Linked DNA regions of Sander lucioperca: region 2 is linked to region 1. A link is a contact called in public Hi-C data. All regions are on one chromosome and are shown on one strand. Each heading gives the region's core, a stretch centred on a gene start, on an enhancer-like site or on the middle of the called end of the contact. The rest is flanking DNA. Distances are from core to core; before and after follow the strand shown. Region 1 holds the start of smg5 (protein SMG5). Region 2 holds the start of rbm8a (RNA-binding protein 8A).

Evidence for each region. Hi-C and Micro-C count contacts between places; a contact is called where the count stands out from the background.
Region 2: a Hi-C map of muscle shows a contact between it and region 1, with 6 times the contacts expected there. The contact joins the promoter of rbm8a here to the promoter of smg5 in region 1. A contact is called at or near these places in 2 of 2 Hi-C or Micro-C datasets (liver and muscle).

What each region holds. Positions count from the first base shown.
Region 1 is chr10:13,819,272-13,823,928 of SLUC_FBN_1.2, forward strand. It overlaps smg5 (protein SMG5), which reads left to right and starts at 2,520. Exons shown (of 22, transcript XM_031279467.2): 1 at 2,520-2,975; 2 at 3,372-3,470. The coding sequence starts at 2,911.
Region 2 is chr10:13,950,411-13,955,067 of SLUC_FBN_1.2, forward strand. It overlaps rbm8a (RNA-binding protein 8A), which reads left to right and starts at 2,524. Exons shown (of 6, transcript XM_031279564.2): 1 at 2,524-2,775; 2 at 4,006-4,065; 3 at 4,182-4,259. The coding sequence starts at 2,715.

The DNA.
Region 1 (4,657 bases), core at 1,270-3,769:
AATTGTTTAATCTATATAATGTCAGAAAATTGGTTTTACCATAGATTTCCCAGAACAGAAACTGTCCAAACTCCCAAAATATTTAATTTACAATCATATAAAACAGAGAGCCGAAAATGCTCACATTTGAAAGGGTTGGTACCAGCAAAGGTTTGGTATTTTGCTTGATAAATGACTGAAAGATTGTTGTCATTTAACCTTCAGACGATCAACTAATTGATTAATTGACTAATTGTTTCAGCACTACTGTATGGATATACTCACGGCATGCAAGGTTTGTAAAGAAACAAAATCTTCAATCAAGTAAAAAATTCTACACTTTATATCTGAAAACTAAATTCAAGTTATTGATCTGCTCTTCCAATGTTTGCAATAGAAAGATTCATTTTCTGGACTTACAAGCTTGTGGTGAGCAGAGCAGATTTTTTCCTCACACTCTCTCCAGCTAAGGTGCTGAGAATGAGGATGGCAGGCAGGATCTGGGAACTGGACTGATTATAGCAAGCTTGTAATTATCCTCATCCTCCTACACTTAATCGCCTGCAGTTCCTTAGTGGGTTGGCAACTTCTGAGTTTGGACAGAGCACACAAATTGCACATTGGAGGAGCAATAGACAGTTCATGCTGTGTAAAAACAACAAACAGAGCTGCGAGTTCCACCTTAACCTGCTCCAGACCCGAGCATCAAATACATTCATGTAATTATTCTGCCAGGTTAAACTCTGGAGAATATTATTGTCACAATGAAATGACCAATAAGGTTTTCATTTTGTATGCATTTATATCAGAATTACATCACTTTTACCTCCTGGAAAACAGCATTACATTACATAATTCCAACAAAACCATTACACTGTGAATAAGCATATTTATAGAACTATATTTTTCTCCCTAACTCTACCCATTGACTTACATATTTCAGTGATCCCCTCCATCATCATCTGCCATACCAGTACCCTGTTTCCACAGTCAGGAAATACATGGAAATGTGTTAAATTTAGGAAGCAAGTGTCTCTCAAAATGCCATTTCTCTGTCACCTTAATATTGCATTTATGGGGATGTAAAATGATGTGTGATCTTTATAGACCTCTATTGGTAGCAGGAGGAATTACAACAACAGAGTTTATAGTGGCTATGGTCACTATGCCATCCTGCAATAGAGTAAGCTGCAGTTTGAAGACGCAGTCCTAGGACTGCATTTCTATTAACCTAGTTACCGAGTGGCTGGGTTGGCTCAGTGGGTAGAGCAGGCGCACATATACTGAGAGGAGAGGTTTATGCCTTGACGCAGAGATCCAGGGTTCGAATCTGACCTGTGACAATTTCCTGCATGTCTTCTCCCATTTCTCACCTAGCTGTCCTGTCAAAATAAAGGCAGAAAAAGCCCAAAAATAATCTTTAAAAAAAAATGTAGTTACTGAACAAAACTGACATATTGCGCAAGCGCCATCATTTAAGTTAGCAGCTAGCTAGCTATGAAAGGTTAAGGTTAGGGTTAGGTTAAAAGAAGTGTTTGGGTTAGGGTTATTGTAACTACATAATTCTGTCTTCAGTAGCAACAGTTTTTTTCATCAACTTCCTTTGTAAGGAAAAAAGACAAGGAATGATGCAAATGATGGACGTATGGATGAAAATTGGGAACTGAAGAGAACTGATGTTGTTTGTGACACAACTGTAATGTAATTTGCATATACATATATAAAAATATAAAAGTATTCAGGCAAAATGTAAGCATACTGAAAGTATTATAGTAAAAGTGCTTGTTGGGCAAAATGGTCCCTTTAAGAGGTATCAAATTATTAAGTATTTTATATACTTTTGGATCTTTTAATCTTAAGCACACTCATATTTTATAAATTAATCATATGTTTGTAAAATCTCAATCTGTTAAGTAACAACTTCAGCTATCAGAGAAATGTAGTGGAGTATATGAAATACTGGAGTAGAGTGTATAAAGTAGCATACAATCAAAATACTCAAGTAAAGTAAAAGTACCTTAAAATTGTACCTAACTACAGTGCTTGAGTAAATGTACTTATTACATTCCACCACTGGATTTCAGACAAACATGCAGTGGTGAAGTAACTGTTACTTTATAGTCTACTTGTATTCCACTAAATGGTAGATTTGGAGGCAAATATTATACATTTTACTGCACTACATTTATTTGACAGATGTAGTTACTTTGTAGATTTGGATTATTAATACAAATACAAACCATCTAATAAATTATGATATATTATTATAGGCGAGGCTACCCAGCAATATCAAGAAATTATAATTAGTCCCATCTTTCACAGCTGCAACATTAATGTTGTGTACACATTAATACATCAATAATTATAATCCAGTGATTCATAATCTGAAATTGTTCATTCTGCACAATGAGCACTTTGGTATTTTAAGTAAAACAATGCATAATTTCCACTAGCAAAGTAAATGTTTTCATCAAGATTTTCGAAAGTGAGGGATCTGTAGACAACCTGGCAACCCTTCATTTAATCTGGTGAATGTGTTCTGTACTCTCGCGGTATTCAGGCGGTCGCTGCCTGATAGAAATAATGGCCGCCTTCGTAGCAATGGCTGGAATAGGGAACAACACAAGAGGCACATCAGAGCGTTTTAGCTGACCAGGAAGAGCCTAAATTATAGGGCACCCCCTCCTACCCGGGTTTCAGAACGGATGGGTAGAGGGGGTCTTGCCAAAGGACACAAGAAACGAAAGAGACTCGGAGGGAAGGGGAGGAAAGCTAACGTTATCTTGATAGCTAGCGCTAGCTGGCTATCAACACGGTTGTCACTGCCGGGGAACAAACCCGAGTAGCCCTGACAACTGCGTGTCGGGAGGGCTGAAGGAAGCGGTGACCAAACGCTGGAGCGTGTGATCAAATAACTGATTAGGCACTAATATGAGTGGACCGGTGCAGGACAGTGAGCCAGAGGCGAAAGTCCTTCTCATCAAGCGGCTTTACAGGTAAGTTGTAAGGCCGTTTTGCGTTGCTAACCAAGGTGCTAATTGAACGTTATTGTGCTGGCTAACTTAGAGCTAGCCAATCAATGTTTGCTACCACAAGAAAGGGTACATCTTTTCCTCCATTCAGTAACCTGTCACGACAATGAGTAGCCCAACATCCCCGCATTCTCAGCCAGTGTAACGTTAACTCTATCATCAGATAAATCTGACCGGGCAGTCATCATGCTTTGTGCAGCTTTGGTAAATGATTAAGCTGCATTTCGTTACTGCGCTTATTACAAAGAAATGAAACAGGATGGTTGCTAGCATGATAGCCCGCAGTATTGTTTAGATCACAGCGTTAACCTTGTCATTATGCTAACTAACTAATGCTTTCTCTTGCCCAACGCTACCCAGGGCTGTGGTGGAATCTGTGCACAAGCTGGATGTCATCATCGCCAGCAAAGCATCCTACAGAGAGGTCTTCAAGCCGGAGAACATCAGCCTTCGCAACAAGTATGTCCAGCTGTCTCAGCAATGTTTGTGGAAGGAGGCAGGAGTGTAACTTAAACATCTGGCCAGTTGTTCTGAACATAATTATGAATGTTCCTGTTTAAACCGGTGGCTCACCTCTAGTTCATTTAGCTGACCCTAGCTAACCCTAACCCATTAGCATTAGAAACATGTCTTATGTATCAAATCTGACCACTTATGCTTCAGTATTACCATTTGATCTGTGAGAAATTGTGATCTCTGCAAGACTAAACAAAAAAGATAAACGTACTAATTTATGCTTAGTCATACAACCTGTGAACAGGATCCAAGTTGTTATTTTCATACTGGATACAATGAACCAAAACCTCAAAAAGTGGAAGTTAAAGGTAAATGTGAAAAAGAGACTACTGGACCGTGTGGCCACACAGACAGGGAGACAGAGGAGATGGTATCTTGTTTCGCCCAGTGAATGCCTTGGGAACCAACATGCACTCTAAAAAGTTGACTAGATCGGCCTTCATTGTGGTCTGTTTTTTTTAATTAAAGATGTTAAACGTTTGCTAGTTCTAGCTGCTTTTCTTTGTCATATACGATAGTATATTAAAATATCTTTGGGTTTTGCACTGTTGGTCTGACATATAAGACATTTAGAAACATCGTCTTTGGCTCTGAGAAATTATAATGGCCATTTTTCACTATTTTCTGACATCAATTAATAAAGAAAATAATTGTTAGATTAAGTATTTGTTGCATGTGCATTTACACTACAATACTAGGGCATATGCATCCTTGACACAATGGTGGCACAAGTGATCAGATTATATTGCACATATTTTGGTATCATTTTACACCTGTATTCAGAGGTACCCACAAGTGATCAGTTCCCCCAAGACATAATAGGATAAGAGCCGTAGTTATATATTGTACTTCACTTGCAAATGGGATAATTTGGCACGTTGGTGCAAGGTGAGGTTCATATTACTGTTGAGTATTATATTATCCTCTTTGGCATTGAAGAATAGAAGAACCAAGCGAGAGAGAATGATTTCTTCAAAGAGGAGATAATGAGAAACACTGCATGTACTTGACTAAGTACAGTAACATAATCTTGTCATTAACTGCACACATAAAGTGGGGACTGAGATTTCATCACAATACTCTGGTGCACAACTCTGACTTCTGAATCAGTTTACACAGACCATGTGAGT
Region 2 (4,657 bases), core at 1,274-3,773, 130 kb after region 1:
TCTACAAATCATCAAATGATTAACATTCTTTTATGTAACATTTATTATTTTATTTATTTATACTCTTTATTAATCCCCAATGGGGGAAATTATGTAGTGTAATAATGTAATGTAATCCCTTTGGTATATTTCTGTTTAAATATACTATATTTTGTGTTGTGTTCTTCACTTTTACATTGTAACAGCTGTAGGAAAGTGTGTCGTGTCTGCAATTACGTCACTATATGGCAACCTACTTATCTACTTACTTATAACTTATATTGATTGTACCACACCCCCTTGTTTGGGAACAATGAATAAAGGGGTAATAAAGAAAGTGTAATTTCTTTAGCAGATGTGTAAATGGTCTTACTTGTCTTACAATCATTTGACTTACTATATTAAGTGCTTAACACGGCTTTGTGTGCCATCTTGGATTCTGTCTTTCCAAAGCATATTCAAACAATGAAAATGTTGCTGCAACAGCTTCAGCTGGCTAAAGCCAGCATGCTTGGTTTGATAGGAGCATTTAGGTAAAAAGAAATAACTGAATGATAGATGCTGAATTTAAACTGGATAAATACATCTGAGTGTCCATTCCAAATGAATATTGATTTAGAGAGATATTATGAATGTTCTGCAATGGATTCATGTCAGATCGTGGATGGTACTATGGACTAGTATAGCTACATATTGGTACAGAGGTGATGTGGACATTACATGCTAGTTCCAAATCCATGAGATTAAAGTTCAGATCAGCTATTATCTGTCCTTAGCATGCACTACCCTGACTTTAGGCCTGTTATTTTATAGTTTTGTGCTTTTGTGACACTTAACAAATTACTTGAAATACCAGACTTAGGACTATCAAACTGTAGACTTACTGTATAAGAAAGAACATATTTTAAATGGCTATCTTTGGTGTTGGGTTATCTTTAACTAATGCTTATCTACACAGAGTTCACGCCAGTTGAACTTTAGTGAACCCTCTCTCTCTCTCTCTCTCTCTCTCTCTCTCTCTCTCTCTCTCTCTCTCTCTTAAATTCAATTAAATTCAATTCAAAGGGGCTTTATTAGCATGAAAGTTTCAATAACAATCTTGCCATTGCATTATACAAAACACAATAAACAGTTATATGAACATTGACACAATATTTTGATGGATTTATATTAATTATATCATTTTTTTTGTATGGGAAATATAAAGCCAAATCTCTCTCTCTATCTCTCTCATTTGTCTATCAATCGATGTTGTTGTTTATAATGTGGTTGTGGATTGCAATGGCCATTGGTCCTTTCCCCTATAAAAGCTCTGAAGATTCCTCTGGTAAAGCTTTGAGCTGTGGCCCTGCTGACATTTGCCACAAGATGGCATTGTAAGAGCAGTCTTCTGAAATTGTTAAATAGAAAGGGAGCCCTGCCACCCTGTGTTTGAACCAAATTTTGCCCATTTAAATCTGTGACGTTCACTGCCTTAAAAGCTAACTACCATTTTTTTTCAACATGGACCCTATTTTCCTATGTTTTTGTGTCTAAGTGACTGATGTGAATAACAACCTTTGACATTGGTCCAGTATTAAGCAAGATCGCTGCAGTCGGCAGCTTGTATTTACCTTCACAAAAGTGCTCGTTTTGACACTGACAGGCTCAGATATTAATATTCTAAGTGTCTGATAACACTGTGGAAAAACAAAACAACAAAACAAACATATAAGTGTTTCGCACAAGCTAAGTTGTTAATGTCATATTGGATGCAACTTAAGCTGGGCGATATGGAGAAAATCAAACATCACAATATTTTTGACCAACAACATCAATGTCGATATTGCGGCGATAATGTATCAGGCTGACTATTGGCTATGAGATTTTTGATAAATAATCAACAGTAATGTGGATATAATGAGTGGGTAAAGGCAAATAATAGAACAGCTAGAACAGTCTGGTAAGTTCAGAAAATTACATCACTTTACTATAATGCAACTTTTAAAACCAGGAAGCTACAACATTTGTGTCATATTACGATATCCAAAATTTGAGGCGATATCGAGTCTCATATAGCATAGCCTTTATTGAGATATTGCCCAGTCCGAAATGCATCATACATTCAACATCATTGTAATCCTTAACCATCAAAACAAAGTGGTAGGCCTACACATCACCTAATGTCATCATGTTTGGTTCAGGAGATATGTTACAAAATACATAATTCACTTATGGCGGAAAGTGAAATGGCCGTCAGAAGAGTTTTTGCGATGTCTCCGTTTCTAAAAATGTTCACAGAGCCCCAAACTGTACAAGTGAACCTAGTTTCATGTGTTGTGATAAAGTGAACATAATTTCCACCCGGGGAATATTGTGAAAAATAATAAATACATGTACTAGTAACATTCCACTTTTGCTTTTTAGCACAATACAGAAGCCTTTCCAGCAGCCCTATTTGTTATTGTTAACAATTAATAGGCCTAATCCAGACAATGTGAAGGCTAACTGGTTGTTAGGAAGAAGAAGAAAAAAATGCGACTTGCAGATGTATTCAGGTTGACTATTGACTGTGATGTTGTGGGTTTAGTAAGCAAATAAACTGAAACAGAGGATACATGTGATTTACAGTAATATTTACTGATGAGTTACTTACTTTTACCTAACCTGGCAACATCCGCCAACCTGTTGCCTCTTTTTGCGTACGCACGTTGGTTGCGTCGTTCAGCCGCCGCAGTCGTACACACACAGACATCATGGCGGACGTGTTGGATCTTCATGAAGCGGGAGGCGAGGACTTTCCTATGGATGAGGATGGTGATGGTAATATTAATATTTAAACCCAACCACTGGTGGCAGATGCTCCATAACTCCGGCGTTCAAATGATATGTAAACGTTGAGGTCTACATTAAAATGGTCGTGGCTGTAGCTAAATGCTACGAACTCTGACTGCGTGGTAGCAGGCCCCAAAATGCTAACAAGCTAATATGAAGCTAACAACGCACTGGTGGTTCATTCAAAGGTCTTTGTAAGATAGCATGGTCGTGGTAATTGCGAACTATAAAGGTCAATTTTTTTACCAAACAGTTTTTTTGATATGTGTTTCCTAGCTTAACAGCGTGGTTTAGCTACATTGCTCTAAGATATCACTTTATCACACTGTTATTAACCACTGCTAGCACGCCAACATTAGCCAGTTGAGTCTTCTAAAGCTAACGTTATCGGTTGATAACTTTGCATAGAACTTAGCTAGATTATACGTATTTACATCCATAATTTATGTTTTGTACTATAGCGTTAACTACAGAACATATATCCGCAGAGTTTGAAGCAACGTTACATAAAAGTAGTAACTTAGTTAACTAGCTAGCTAAGTTTGTTTGCTAACTCTGAGATCAGAACAAAAAAGATTAACCTTTATTCATCCCCAGCGGGGATTTCGGTTGTTGCAGCATTTCAACAGAAACAACATAGATAAATACAGATAGAAAGTAACAGGAATAAATAATTAGAGGTAACGTTGCATAAACAAAAATAGAAAATAATGGAAACATAGAAACTGAACTATATAGAGCATTTAACCCGTCCTAGCATTAGGAGCAGTGGGCAGCTACATATCGTCTGGGGAACAACTTGGGGTTCAGTGTCTTGCTGAAGGACATTTGACTTCATAATGACATAGTAAATATAATATGGTTAATTATGAAATGTTGAGGGAAATGTGACATCGTTTCAGGTGCAGTAGTGTTATAGAAACTGACATTATATAATCTAATATGTAGTACAACAATGTAACAGTATATAATAGAGTATAGTGCATCAATATAACAGAATATTAATATATAGTGTAATATGGTATCATATAGAATAGTACAATACAGTATATAAAAAGAACATATTACCAGTACGACGAGGTAGCTATATAATCAGTCCAGCAGAGAGAGTGAAGAGGAAGAGGTGAGTGTTTTCAGTGGTCTGGACCTTGTGGAGAAATGGCAAGTAAGCAGCATGCATAGATTTTGACTTGTTCAACCTTTCTTTCTCAGAGAGCATCCACAAGTTGAAGGAGAAAGCTAAGAAGAGGAAAGGACGAGGCTTTGGTTCAGGTGAGTTACCACTGTGTTGGTTACAATGGTTTATGTAATCTCCTACTGCAGCTTTTAAATATAGTTTCTTAGGCTAGTCAGCAGTGTTTAACATGTTTCTGTTTTGCTGTTACCAGAGGAAGGAGCCAGGTCCAGAATCAAAGAGGACTATGATACTGTGGAGCAAGATGGGGACGAGCCAGGCCCTCAGAGATGTAAGTTTTGCAGTTCATATTTTAGATGTAATTCAGTTTTGAATGTAAGCAAATAGAATAAAGTCTAAGCTACACATTTGTCACCCTAAAGTGCCTCTGCTATTTATCAAGTTGTTACTTTCTCTGTTGTTTATGAATTTAGATAAGCAACATTTCACATTCTCTGTTTTGTCACCAGTTATTTGCTTTAAAAAAAAATGTTATTTACATCCCATTTCTCAACAATGCTTCAAAACAAGTGGGTCGCTCAATTTACTTTCATTAAAGTTTTTTTTAAAAAATCTTTGAAACGTCTTTACTGAGCAGTTGATGTAATATTCTTTATCCAGGTGGTTAGAATCGTTTTTGATTATTCTCGAAATAGCTTTTTTTTTTTTTTTTTTAATGGTGGCTTAGCT